4 separate regions of the Mus musculus genome follow, and regions 2, 3 and 4 are each linked to region 1. The links are chromatin contacts, called in public HiChIP or PLAC-seq, Micro-C and promoter capture Hi-C maps. All regions are on one chromosome and are shown on one strand. The core of a region is the stretch at or near the end of the contact, and the rest is flanking DNA. Distances in the headings are between cores, read along the strand shown.

Region 1 (2,700 bases), core at 153-2,652:
TTTAGATGAAGGGGGGGGGGGGGTGAGTCCTCTCTCTGGCCCTGTAATTACTTTCTTTGTAAGCCTGAATACCCAATCAGATGAATGTCTTCTCCACGCATCTTGTCACCTTTAAACAAAGGAATCTGGAAGCCACAGCAACATCTGTGTCCAAATATAGCCAAGCCTGTTTATTTTATTTTAATTGAAAATCAAATGACTTTAGATGAACAAATCATTTAGAAACAGCACATTTTTAGGTAATTCTTAAGATCATTTTGCCAACCAAGAAAGCAGCTTGATGTCAGGCTGTCTTCATAGGATCTTCTGAGCTGTGATGCTATCAGCGTGAAATCAGGGAGAGCATTCAAAAAAAAAAAAAAATCAGGGATGGCTTGAAGTGATTTGCACAAGAATTCTCGTTCCACAGGAAACCCACGTTCTAGACACAGGCTGACCCTTCCCTTGTAAGTAAGCTCACTCACGTCATTTGCTTACTTTTTTCTCAGCACAATTAAAGATGCAATTCATTAAAAGTCACAAAACGTTGTTTTGACAGACATTTCTATTAATGCTAGCAAACACGGAGCCAGTTCTAAGCCAACGCCGCCCTCACCTCTGCAAGTGGGAGAGTGGCTTTCAGACCCTCAGAGTTCCCATGAGTGACTCACACCTGCAGTGATCTTCCAGTCTGGGGTCTGGCCTGACAAATGCTTATTCCTTTAGGCTCACTGTGGTTTCTTTTAGAGGCAAGCCTGTGTGCTCAACAGTTTATGAAAGGGTAATAGGAACAGGAAGATAGTCGTGTTGTTTTTTCCTCGACCCTTGAGGATTAAGAATAAAAATTAAGCCAATTAAGGGGCCCCGATTGCCCTGAATGTCTTAGGAGGAAATGACTTTTTAAGGCATGTGGGAGTTATTAAAAAAAATATATCCCTTGGAATATTTCCTTCTGTGTGTTGATACACAGAGGCCTGTGGAATGGGCTCTCAGAAGGAAACAGTGACTTGGATAGAAACCACGTTGCTGTTGTAAATAGAAAGAGGTCAAGAGAGAGGTCGTATGCAGTTTTCCAGTTATCTTCTCATTGTGAGAAGTCACTGAATTCAGATACATCATGAATACTCTGGATAATGAAGGATCCCCCCAAACCATGTGTGGTAAGAAAAACATCAGGGATCTTTCTTTTTTTTTCTTCCTTCCCCCCCTCCTCCCCTTTTATTCTATTTATTGACATTCACCTTGAACCGTACAGTTTGGTTGTCATACTTTTCGGTGTCTGATGTCACAGGCAAACCATGCAGTATCAATGAGACTGTGACAGGCCGGAAGAGAGAGGCTTAGCCTCGCCTTTTGCATAGCACAAACAGCCTAGTGTGTTGGTGTGAGGCTGATTGCCTTGTGAGGGACCGGCCTCCTGCCTGGGATGTTCTCCGTCCTCTGTCTGCCCCCTAGTGGAAAGGTGAGGAATATGTGGGAGTTCGCTGAGGGTGTCTGAACGGAATCTGAAGTAAGGCTTCTTGAGACCTTCCTTCTACAGCCCCGTTTTCAAGCATGGCCTCTTCTTCACTCGGAGGAGAAGAACGCCAGCTCATTGAGTATTCTGCAGCCTCCCTAGAATGAATACCTCCATTTTGGTGTGCTTTTTCTAAGGCCTTCAGTCTGCCTGTGACAACCCTAATCCCCACGTCACGACACTTTCGCATGTGCAATCAGCGCCAGACACTTTTCCCAGGACGTGAAAATTATTCTTAGAGTCCCACAAACTAAAGAGTCCCACAGCACAGTGCTGTGCTGTTGAGCATGCTGCCACCACAAAAGCCCTGCGTTTCCCAGAATGTGTCTCTGGGATTTGTCATTTATTCACGAGAAACCTGCTGGTTGCCAGACACTTGGTTCTGGAGACACACAAACACTTGGCCAAGGCTCCTTCCTAGGGAAGCCTGTGGCCCAGAGAAGGAACAGTCTATCCTTGATTGCCACAGGATTCGGTCTGTGTTCCTACATACCCACGCTGCGCTGCAGTAGCAAAACCCATGGGGGCAGAGCCAGGGGATTGGTTCCAAATTCTAGTCACAACAAAGCTAAGCCAGCGAGTGCTTTGTTCAAATGACTCAGGTAGATAAATGAGGCCAGCACAGGCCGTCCTGACACCACACACCTCTAGAATGCCCTGGCTGTGCTCGGAGCCTCTGATGTCACCCGGTATTTTCATCCCTCCCCAAGTCAGAGTGTTCTGTGTCAGCTATGCGGATGTTGCTAAGGGGCTGGCCAGTTTCGCGGTGCGCTCCCTTAGCCGACCTGCATGCTCTCCCTGCTCTGGTGGCAGTCGGCTCGTGCCAGCCCTCCGCACTGCTTCGCTCATTTCAAGCCTCACTTTGGTTTTTGTTTTCTTCTTGAATCCCATTTTCTGCATTGCTGATTCCCAGATATGAAAGACCTAGAAAGGACGGATGAGCATTTCAATGACCCCAAAGCACTCTGTGTCGGGTATACAGACTCATACTTAAGGGTAATGGTGTTATTATTGGTATCGGAAATGCTGGAAGAAGAAAAACAAGATTGATATTCGAGGCTTCTGGCTCATGACAAGAATTAATGCAGAGAGGGTGGAGTCAGTGCTAGCTTGATAGTGAGACATCCAATGCAGGAGGATGCCTGCACAGAGCCCGGACAAGATGGCCTGTTTCCTGGGCCTGAGGTGTTGTGTTCCTCTCTCAC
Region 2 (2,968 bases), core at 436-2,935, 320 kb before region 1:
CAGCATTTATAAATGTTTTACTTTCTCTCCAGGAGCTCTCTACTATCTGAGGCAATGACAGAAGAAATCATAATTTGTAACAGGATATGATAATTGACAGTGATAGTGCTTCTAATATAGAAAACTATGGGCCCTCCTTAAATACTCTCAGATTCAAAGAATTGTTACCTAGGCTTGGTTATTACATGTCTGTAATCTGGCAGGGGAACTGCAAGTTCAAGGCCAGCACAGGCAGTTTAGGCTTGTCTCGAATAAAAAGGGTCAGGGATGTAACTGAGTAGTATGATGGATGCTTGCTTGCCTAGTACGTATTTATGCGAACATTCATTTTATTGTCTACTTTGAGATAAGGAAGAAAGCTTACTTTTAACAAAGGGGATATTACCCATTTTCATAAAAGTTTAACCTCATATAAACTATGGTGTAAAGAACATAGTCCTCTGAAGTTTAATGACTATAGTACTTTAACAAAATATGTTGGTATATTATACACCATGTCTTTGGTTCTCATTTCCTTGTAACATCTTGAAGGATATAAGCTGACAGATAACCCCAGCATAACTGAATTCTGGAAACATCAAAGCCATGTATCAAAAGCTATATTTTGTGTTCCCCGTGAAATTTCTTCAGCAACAATAGCAAACATTCCCATCTGTCAAGTTTATCTTAAGCTAGGAGATTCTCACATACTCTCCAGGCAACATTTAATCTTTTCCTTCTATCCTTATTACCCTCAGCTTAAGAATTCTGTTTTTCATGATAATAATAGAAGAGGGCTACTTATCGTGAATGTTTAGTTCAGCTTATTAGGGTGAGTGCTAATGTTTAAGGTCATAGATTTACCCTTATAGAAACTGCTTAACTCTTCTTTTGTTGTTTGTTTGTTTGTTTGTTTGTTTTTTGGTTTGATTTATAATGTTTTTGAGACAGGTTTCTTTGTGTAACAGCCCTGGCTGTTGTGGAACTTACTTTGTAGACCAGGGTGGCCTAAAACTCTTGAGATTTGCCTGCCTCTGCCTCCCAAGTACTGGGATTAAAGGACTGGTTAACGGCTTAATAGGCAGAAAGCCAAGGTTCCGAAGTCTAGTGGATCTCATTAAATTGAGCAGTGTTCAGAAAAGTTTATACTTAATTTACTTTCTTAAAGTCTCACTTTTAATTTTTATTGGCATCATTTTCCAAGAACACAGATTAGAAATAAAGGACACATTCTGGACTCTTTGAGAAAGTCTTCTGTGTAATGCAGACTGACCTCAAACTTGATCCTTCTCCTGCCTCAGTCTTCTAAGTGCTATTATGTGCTTCTACCACACCTGGTCATCACGAACTCTGTACTTTCTTACCCACATGTAATTAATTGTTCGTGATGAAGTTTGATCGTAACCCTAACCTCTCAAGCAGCCCCCTTTTATTGCTTCCATAGTCTGTCAACATTTGTCTCGTAATTGTTAAACATAGATAATAAATATGCTAATATATTGCAAAATAGTGCTAGTCTCTACTCTTCCCTCATCTTTCTTCATCCTCTACCGAAAATAAATCACTTTACTGGAGTAAGCTTTATAAAAGGCAACGCTGGGCCATGCTGATCTGCTCAAAGGATCAAGCCCTAACCTCTTAACCCAGCATACAAAGCTCTTCCTTATCTGGCTCCAGCCAATCTCTCGAGACCAGTCTTATCTCTAATCACCTCCCACATACACTCTGACCTCCCACATGAACTGCATGTGCTTCTTGCATTGTATCCTCATGCTCTGCTTAGTTAACTTTACACATATTAAGTCACCTCGTGGTGGTCTAGTAACTAAGTTCACATGTCACATTCTGAAGCAATCCTTGTTACCTCTCCTGATACCTTTATCAGCAATGGCAGGCCTTATTTGGTATTTTCTTAAAGATCTCACTATGTATCTGGTTGGTTGTCATTATTTTCTTCATTATTACATCTAGTTTATTTTGTGTATCATGGGGTGAAGGGCATATGCTATGGCACAATAATGGAGGTCAGAGGACAACATGTCAGAATCAGTTCTCTCATTTTACCATGTGGATCCTGGGAATGTCAGGCTTGGCACCAAGTGTTTTTTACCCCAGAGCTATTTCAACAGCCTCTCAAATAAAAATTGTCCAAGACAATTAAATTGTATACTGAGTTCCCAGATGTATAATGTATAAACAGAAAACTATCTGAGCAAGAAATGTAGTAATTTTTGTTTTACTCAACACATATTTCTGTATTGGTTTTGATTGTTCTTTTTACCTCTGTTAATCTTTCTAGTTGTGGGGTCTTTTCACTTTTTTTTATTTTTTAGTATTCGAAATATATACATGTATGATATGTGAGGCATACTTGTGCTCTTATGTGGGTACTGGTACATACATTGGTGAGATATTTCTGGAAATGCTGCTTAATTAATTAGTATGTGAAGTTTTTGTGAGATAAAATAACCATTGTTAAAAACTATGAGAATGGGGTCCTTTCCCAGAATTCCAAGTTAGTTTTCTATCTGGATTTTTGAACAAGTATGTGTGATGGTATGTTCATTAGTAAAACATGTAACGGGGTTTCTAATTTTAGTCTTTTAGTAAGTCCATAGCTGTTGACAAGATGTGTTTTGTCCCTCTGATGAATGATGAGGTTATAACTAAATCCTACAGTATAGTGGCCATCTCCTTTGTATTCTGGTCACCTCTCAACTTTTATGCTGAGTAGGGTTCTCATCTGTCTCCGCTTTTATCATGATACCACCCCACCCTGCCTCCTTAATCTTTAGCATTGTTTCTCTTATTCAGTTTTCACACATCCTATATTTACTGCATCCCTGTCTGCTTTTACCCTCTTTATCTTCTGTCCTCCAAGGTCCGTCCTGGATTAACTTCTGCTCTCCCGTTGCCTGTACATGGTATGCGGATCCTTTGTGTCTTATGCACTGTCGAGAAGATCTTCTTCAACTATTTGAACTGCTCA
Region 3 (2,700 bases), core at 136-2,635, 260 kb before region 1:
TTCCACACAGACACAGCAGTTTCTCTAAAAGACATTGAACTGGTTTCTGACAGTGAAAGGCATTGGCTAATGAGTGTCCCTGACCCCATGGTGCTGAGACTAGCAAGCTTGTTTTGGGTTTATTTTATTGTTTATTTTAAGACAATTCACTATCTTTTATCACTACAAGGGTGGTCAAAGGTTGCCACCCAATTAAAATTACAAGGTATTAAAAGATAAGTAGCCCCCAACATTTATGTGGAATGAAGAACAACTTAAAATAGGTTTTTAAAACCTAAAACTAGGTCTACATATGCTATTTGGACTCTCCATAATGTGACTCAATGTATATAAATGCTGAGAGTTGTAGGTTTTCTGTTCTTCACTTTGGAGAGACCATGATTCTTCATGGTTGGGTAAGGAAACCAAACTTTGGGAATTTAAAGGATGGATGTGGGTGGTGGTAAGAATTGTATGGTCTTATTTTGGGACAGAAAGTAAGATTTGGCTTCACCTTTATTTCTTCTTCTGCCCTTTGTTATTACTTCAGTGACTCTGGCTGTCACTGTCTCCTTCCCTTGTGAGAGAACAGAAGAAACTTGCCATCAGTTTCCTGTCTGAAGGGGGCTTTGGCCCAAGAAGTCCTCTTATAGAATTGTCTGGCTTGCCTTTTTCTCCTCATCATGTTCTGTAGTAAAGGTTTTTGAAAGCCAGGGAAACAAAACTTCTCCAGCTTATCTCCTGAAGACAGAAAACATTCGGTTGCACCACGCTGTGAACACTTTAGGGCTTGAGTCTCATTCCAGAAGCATGGTGAGCTTCGCTACTTAAGATAGAAATTTCCCCGCTGTGTTCCTTCGGCAAGCAAACGGAAGATGTTGTGAGATCCTGAGCTCTGTGTAGACTCTAGCTTTTAATGCTCAGCGGTTGAAACTGCTACGCAAGAAGTCATTCTATTGGGTGTTTGGAAAAGATCCACTGAACAGCATCTTCCTAAATACGGTTGAAAGAAAGCAGGTTCCAAGTTAACAAGGTCAAAGCATGCTTGGAATGAGGCTTAATCAATTGTTTGGAAGCTACCACTTGCTAAACAGAAGGCTGAGGTTCACTGCATTAGTAGCTTCAAGGGTTCCTGAAACCCTCTGGATGTGATGACAGATGTTCAAGAACTTAATGCTTCTTGAGTGTGGTGCTGGTCAGATGTTGTAACTCAAGCCAGGTGAGTCATGTAGCAGCACATGACTGATAGGCAACTTCTGAACATTCTCAGCTAGGAAAAAAAAAATCTGACAATTTACAAAAAAAAAAAAAAAAAAAAAAAAAAAGAGGCCTAGTGGTACTCACAGTCATTCCACAAACACCTCACGTTGTGAAAGTTTCGGTTCTCAGTGAATGAGACCCTTGTGAATGAATGATTTTCTACTCCTGTGACTCATACTACATAAGACTATCTGTCATAGTTCTATTAACAGTCATACTGTGTTCTCTGGGATAAATATATATCCATTTAATGAGGGCATGGAGGAATGTGCAGCATTAAACAAATCTTATAGTAAAAAATACTCCTTGCCATCTGCCTGCTTTCTGGAGGTGGTTTTATTCTTATATTATTGCTGTTTCCTGTATCTTTTACTCTCAACGCCCCGCACTCTGGAAAGATTACTCATCCTTAACTTGAAATAATCCTTTAACTCTTTCACTGCCCAGCATCTTTTAAGCTTCTCCTAACTGAAGGAATGAGACACTCCACAACCAGGCACATAAAATTGAAACATACATAAGGCAATTCTCCCTTTTAAAGCCACCATTGACTTTATGCTGAAAATTACATGTCTGATAGATAACACCTCACTTACTATGAAAATAGCAATTTCAAATAGGTGATCCTAATTTTCTGTCTTTTTCTTCCAGTGTTTCAGTTCTGTATGTGTTATCCATTTTGATACCATCTGCAGCTTTTTAAAGGTTCTGGAGTTCTTAGTTCTTTATTCTTTTGTGTTGCAGGTTGGGAAATTTCTATCTGATCATCTGCAAATTCACTAGCTCCTTCCCTCACTGTTATCAGTAGATGTCCTGGAAGGCCAAACTCCTGGAATACAGGCCACCGACATCTCAGGGTGGGTCAGAAAACTCTAGGATTTCCCCTCCCCTATACTCTATCACTTCACAACAACCCTTTAATGGGTTACAATGGAAAGAAATGTAGGCGCCAGACACTGTCTGAGGGGCAGAGAGAGCCAAGGCTAAGAGAGGAGTTAGGAACAAGGGCACTAAAATATCTGAATCATTTGGAATTTATACAAGCTCTACGTGAAGTTCTGCTGTAAGCCAGATTAGTAGACATGCTCATTAAAGGCTTGTTTTACCTCAGAACCTACTATAGGTACAACCAGGTACCTGGTGTTTAGCCAGAGATTTCAGGTTATACTAAAAGAAAAGAAAAAAGAAAGGAAAAAGAAAGATACACTGTGAAGATATTCAGTAGCCACCAAAGCCAGCTTTAGATATGACATAGATGTTGGAATAACCAAAGAACTTAAAACATATTGATTAACATATCAAGGTCATTACTGGAAAAATGGACAGCATGGACCATCTGGTTAGTAATGTCATCAAAGAAAAAACTTGGGTTGGAGCAATTAAGAGCACTGGCTACCCTTATAGAGGACCCGGTTCCCAGCACCCACATGGTGGCTCACAACTATCTGAAACTCCAGTTCC
Region 4 (2,968 bases), core at 360-2,859, 300 kb before region 1:
ACTTGTGGTTACACAATGTACTAGATACTGAAAAGAAGCAATACTGGAATTCTGTCCCACTTAAGATCTCCCAACACATTTCCTTATAGAGTTTCAAGCATGTGGCTGGGTGTGGTAGCCCCTGCTTGTCACTGCATTCTTGGAACCTGAGAAAGGAGGCTAACTGTGAGTTTCAGGCCAGCGTGGCCTCTAGGGTAAAAAACTCTCATTCCCCCAGAGAAAACAGAGTAAAACTGTACTTTTCAATGATTTAGAAATTCATCTATTTGCCTTTAGTTTTCTGCTTGGGAAATAAGAAGTGTCTTCCTAAGTAACGTAATTAGTGCAGGGAGAAAGACCAAGGGAGCACAGACTGCCAGGTGGGATGGGCATACTGTGATGAGTTCCAGAGGAGCCAAGGCCATTTCCATGACCAGACCCTCTGCCTAGGAGAGTGTCTCACAAGCCTCATTTTGCCAAGCCTGACTTCGTGGCGTAACAATGTCAGTTCTTAGATGGACTGCTCACAGGACTCTGTGCCTAAGCTCAGCTTGGGCTGTAAGTGCAGATAGGGACATAGCTGCTCCTCTATGTAACCGTTCTGTCTAGGACCCGTGGGCAGCCGTGTGGCTGTAGCTATCTGCTACTTCTGAAGTGAAGCTGCATTTAAGAAGCTACTGTAAGGTCATGAGGAGGTCTGATGCTTTCTTCTGTCCGAGCGGGATCTAAGCAGCCGGCTTCTATGTCCTTATGTGTGGCTCCAGTCCTTATGTATAGCACATAGAGATCATTCTAGAAGCAGTCATCTCTGCTCTCTTCAGAGAGGCTCAATTAAGAGCCTGGTTTTTAAATTTTATTTGTTTGTTTGTTTTAAATTTTATTTGTATGTATTTACTTATCAAGACAGAGCTGACCTGGAACTTGCAATCTTCTTGCCTCATGATCTCAAGTGCTAGGATTATAGGTATATGTCACCACATGCAGACACACAAAAAAAGTCTTTTTAAATGCCCTTGAAGACTCACAAAGGTGTCAGGCAGGCAAGGCTCAGCTTCGAGTTCCAATGATTAACAGAATTCAGTGACGATTTACCATTCATCTAGTGTTTATTGAGTCTCTATTGTATACCAGGCACAGGTGTAGGTGCTGGGCTACAACAATCAAGAAACATTTTCCTCCCTGGCCTTCAGAAGCTCCCATTGCTAGCTCTCAAAAAGTCCAACACAGAACCAAAGCCCTTGGCAAGCACAGACGCTGCACTCAGCCAGTGGTACTTTCAGTAAATGTGTGCCCACGTTGCTTAGGAGACAGGCCATTTGGGTGTGCTATCCAGAGGACAGGGCACAGTTAGGCTTGGGATCAGAGGAACCTGAGCCTAGCCTGAGTACTTTTGGACTCTGTGACTAGCATACTTGCTGTGTGGCCCTGGACCACCACCTGACCCCCTGCATCTGTTTCATCTCTGACAAGGCAGGAATTTGACATTGTGTGCCTATCTCCAAGGGAAGTATGTGAATCAGTGTTTGGAAAGTCTGTGTCAGTTGAAAGGACAAATAAATGCACTGAGATGGGTGGCCAGCCCCGGTGCAGCTTGCTCACTGCTCGGCCTTTTCAGGCTACCCGTGTGTAAACACAGGACCATGTCGCTAACCACCAGCTGTACAAAGGCACACACAGGCTAAGGGGAGCCAGAGAGAAACAGCCAGGCCTTTGGGACAGGAGCTCTTTTCTCTGGCTCCTTATTTCACTCTTTCAAGGGAAGACTCATCCAGCAAATGCTGGAAGTACCCAGGACTGATGGGGTTCATTCCTTCAGCAGAAACAAAATGTTTTTTTGTGGCAGGCATTTACTTTCAGAGGTGCTATAAGCAGCCAGTGACTGTAGGCACATTTCCAGGTTCTTCAGGTGGAAGTCATATGACTCCCACAAAAGAGTTCGACCTGGTACCATTCAGCGCTTCAGGAGAAGCAGCAGCACTGGGTTTGAGTTATATAGGTCTCTGCCAACAGCTGAGAGAGAGGCAGAGTATAATTAATTACTAAGTTTTTCTCTCCCATCTGTCTGATGTCTTTCTGCATTTGGGAAACTACTAGATATTTTGATATGGTGATTTATAATGAATAAAGCTACTTCAAAACAGACAAGGGAAAGCCATGGTCTCGTTATACTAATAAAAATACATGGGAAAACTCAGCGTAAGGGCAGGACAAACAGAGTCTTGAAGGCTGTCATAGCAGAGTGTGACAAAAGAAAATTCAGGGATTCTCACTATATCACCTTTTCATACATTGACAGAAAACTATTATTCTTAAATAAGAAAAGAATCTAAGATTTACTCGTGTGTGTGTGTGTGTGTGTGTGTGTGTGCACGCACATGTACTATATGCAAGGCCCTGCGAAGGCCAGAAGAGGATGTTGGGTTCCAAAACGGGAGTTACAGTTCTTTAGTTGTGAGCCTTGAAGCGGGTGCTAGGATCTCAACTAGGGTCCAGTCAGGACCAACACAAACTCTTGACTGCTTGGCCATCTTTCTTGCCCCCTATTTAACAAGCAGAGGAACAAAAACCCATGCATAATAAACACATCCTGTCTCAAGAGGAATGAAAATGTGTTCTGAGAAAGGTATGAGGCCTGGCCAGTGGCTCAGGTAGATCTCTGCTTTCATCTCCACTGCTGTGACTTTTTTTTTTTTTTAATCAGTCTTTTCAGTGGCTCACACCTGTAATTCCAGCATTCAGGTAGAGGCCATCTGCCCTGGGGGTTGGGTGGGGGTGGGGGCTTAGAAACCCAGTCTCAAAAACACACAAACAACAACAACTCGAACAACCCTCTAAGACATCCTAGCTAAAGAGCAAATGTTTTTGGTTTCACTGACAACAATCAGGAGCTGGGCAGCTTGCTAATTTCTGACTTAGCAGCCAACTGTCTATCATTCCTGCCTTTCCTCCTGTTACCCTCCCTGCCTCTCATTAACAAGTTAGCTGTTTA

Evidence for each region. A called contact is a pair of places that touch in the nucleus more often than the background predicts. HiChIP or PLAC-seq counts read pairs in DNA pulled down with a chosen protein or histone mark. Capture Hi-C pulls out chosen DNA fragments and counts their contacts.
Region 2: a promoter capture Hi-C map of adipose tissue shows a contact between it and region 1, with 2.6 times the contacts expected there. The contact joins two enhancer-like sites. A contact is called at or near these places in 8 of 39 promoter capture datasets (the 3T3-L1 cell line, 3T3-L1-derived adipocytes, frontonasal cranial neural crest and 4 more), 106 of 484 Hi-C or Micro-C datasets (3T3-L1-derived adipocytes, the AML12 cell line, the AtT-20 cell line and 67 more), 24 of 115 datasets of contacts at active chromatin or transcription factors (the 230-238 cell line, T-cell acute lymphoblastic leukemia, VIP interneurons and 18 more) and 3 of 9 other capture datasets (adipose tissue, embryonic stem cells and pancreatic islet).
Region 3: a Micro-C map of the HL-1 cell line shows a contact between it and region 1, with 5 times the contacts expected there. The contact joins two enhancer-like sites. A contact is called at or near these places in 1 of 15 datasets of contacts at CTCF or cohesin (the NIH/3T3 cell line), 8 of 484 Hi-C or Micro-C datasets (the HL-1 cell line, bone marrow-derived macrophages, brown adipocytes and 4 more), 2 of 115 datasets of contacts at active chromatin or transcription factors (astrocytes and stem cell-derived neural progenitor cells) and 1 of 9 other capture datasets (embryonic stem cells).
Region 4: a contact with region 1 is called in an H3K27ac HiChIP or PLAC-seq map of neural progenitor cells, with 7 times the contacts expected there. The contact joins two enhancer-like sites. A contact is called at or near these places in 1 of 15 datasets of contacts at CTCF or cohesin (the NIH/3T3 cell line), 16 of 484 Hi-C or Micro-C datasets (the AtT-20 cell line, B cells, Sertoli cells and 7 more), 8 of 115 datasets of contacts at active chromatin or transcription factors (embryonic basal ganglia, embryonic stem cells, extraembryonic endoderm stem cells and 3 more) and 1 of 9 other capture datasets (embryonic stem cells).

What each region holds. Positions count from the first base shown.
Region 1 is chr3:65,862,074-65,864,773 of GRCm38.p6, forward strand. No RefSeq gene overlaps it. Among named protein-coding and RNA genes, the nearest start is that of Gm35039, 65 kb to the right of the region's middle. Within about 2 kb of position 1,403, at least 111 of the 459 cell types and tissues checked have an H3K27ac peak or open chromatin away from gene starts, as enhancers often do. A contact at or near this core is called in the HL-1 cell line, the NIH/3T3 cell line, adipose tissue and 3 more, where this site is marked.
Region 2 is chr3:65,540,041-65,543,008 of GRCm38.p6, forward strand. All of the region lies in intron 2 of Tiparp (TCDD-inducible poly(ADP-ribose) polymerase), which reads left to right. Among named protein-coding and RNA genes, the nearest start is that of 4931440P22Rik, 12 kb to the left of the region's middle. Within about 2 kb of position 1,686, at least 17 of the 459 cell types and tissues checked have an H3K27ac peak or open chromatin away from gene starts, as enhancers often do. A contact at or near this core is called in adipose tissue and granulosa cells, where this site is marked.
Region 3 is chr3:65,602,321-65,605,020 of GRCm38.p6, forward strand. No RefSeq gene overlaps it. Among named protein-coding and RNA genes, the nearest start is that of Gm34924, 23 kb to the left of the region's middle. Within about 2 kb of position 1,386, at least 39 of the 459 cell types and tissues checked have an H3K27ac peak or open chromatin away from gene starts, as enhancers often do. A contact at or near this core is called in the HL-1 cell line and the NIH/3T3 cell line, where this site is marked.
Region 4 is chr3:65,562,817-65,565,784 of GRCm38.p6, forward strand. No RefSeq gene overlaps it. Among named protein-coding and RNA genes, the nearest start is that of Gm34924, 17 kb to the right of the region's middle. Within about 2 kb of position 1,610, at least 41 of the 459 cell types and tissues checked have an H3K27ac peak or open chromatin away from gene starts, as enhancers often do. A contact at or near this core is called in cortical neurons and neural progenitor cells, where this site is marked.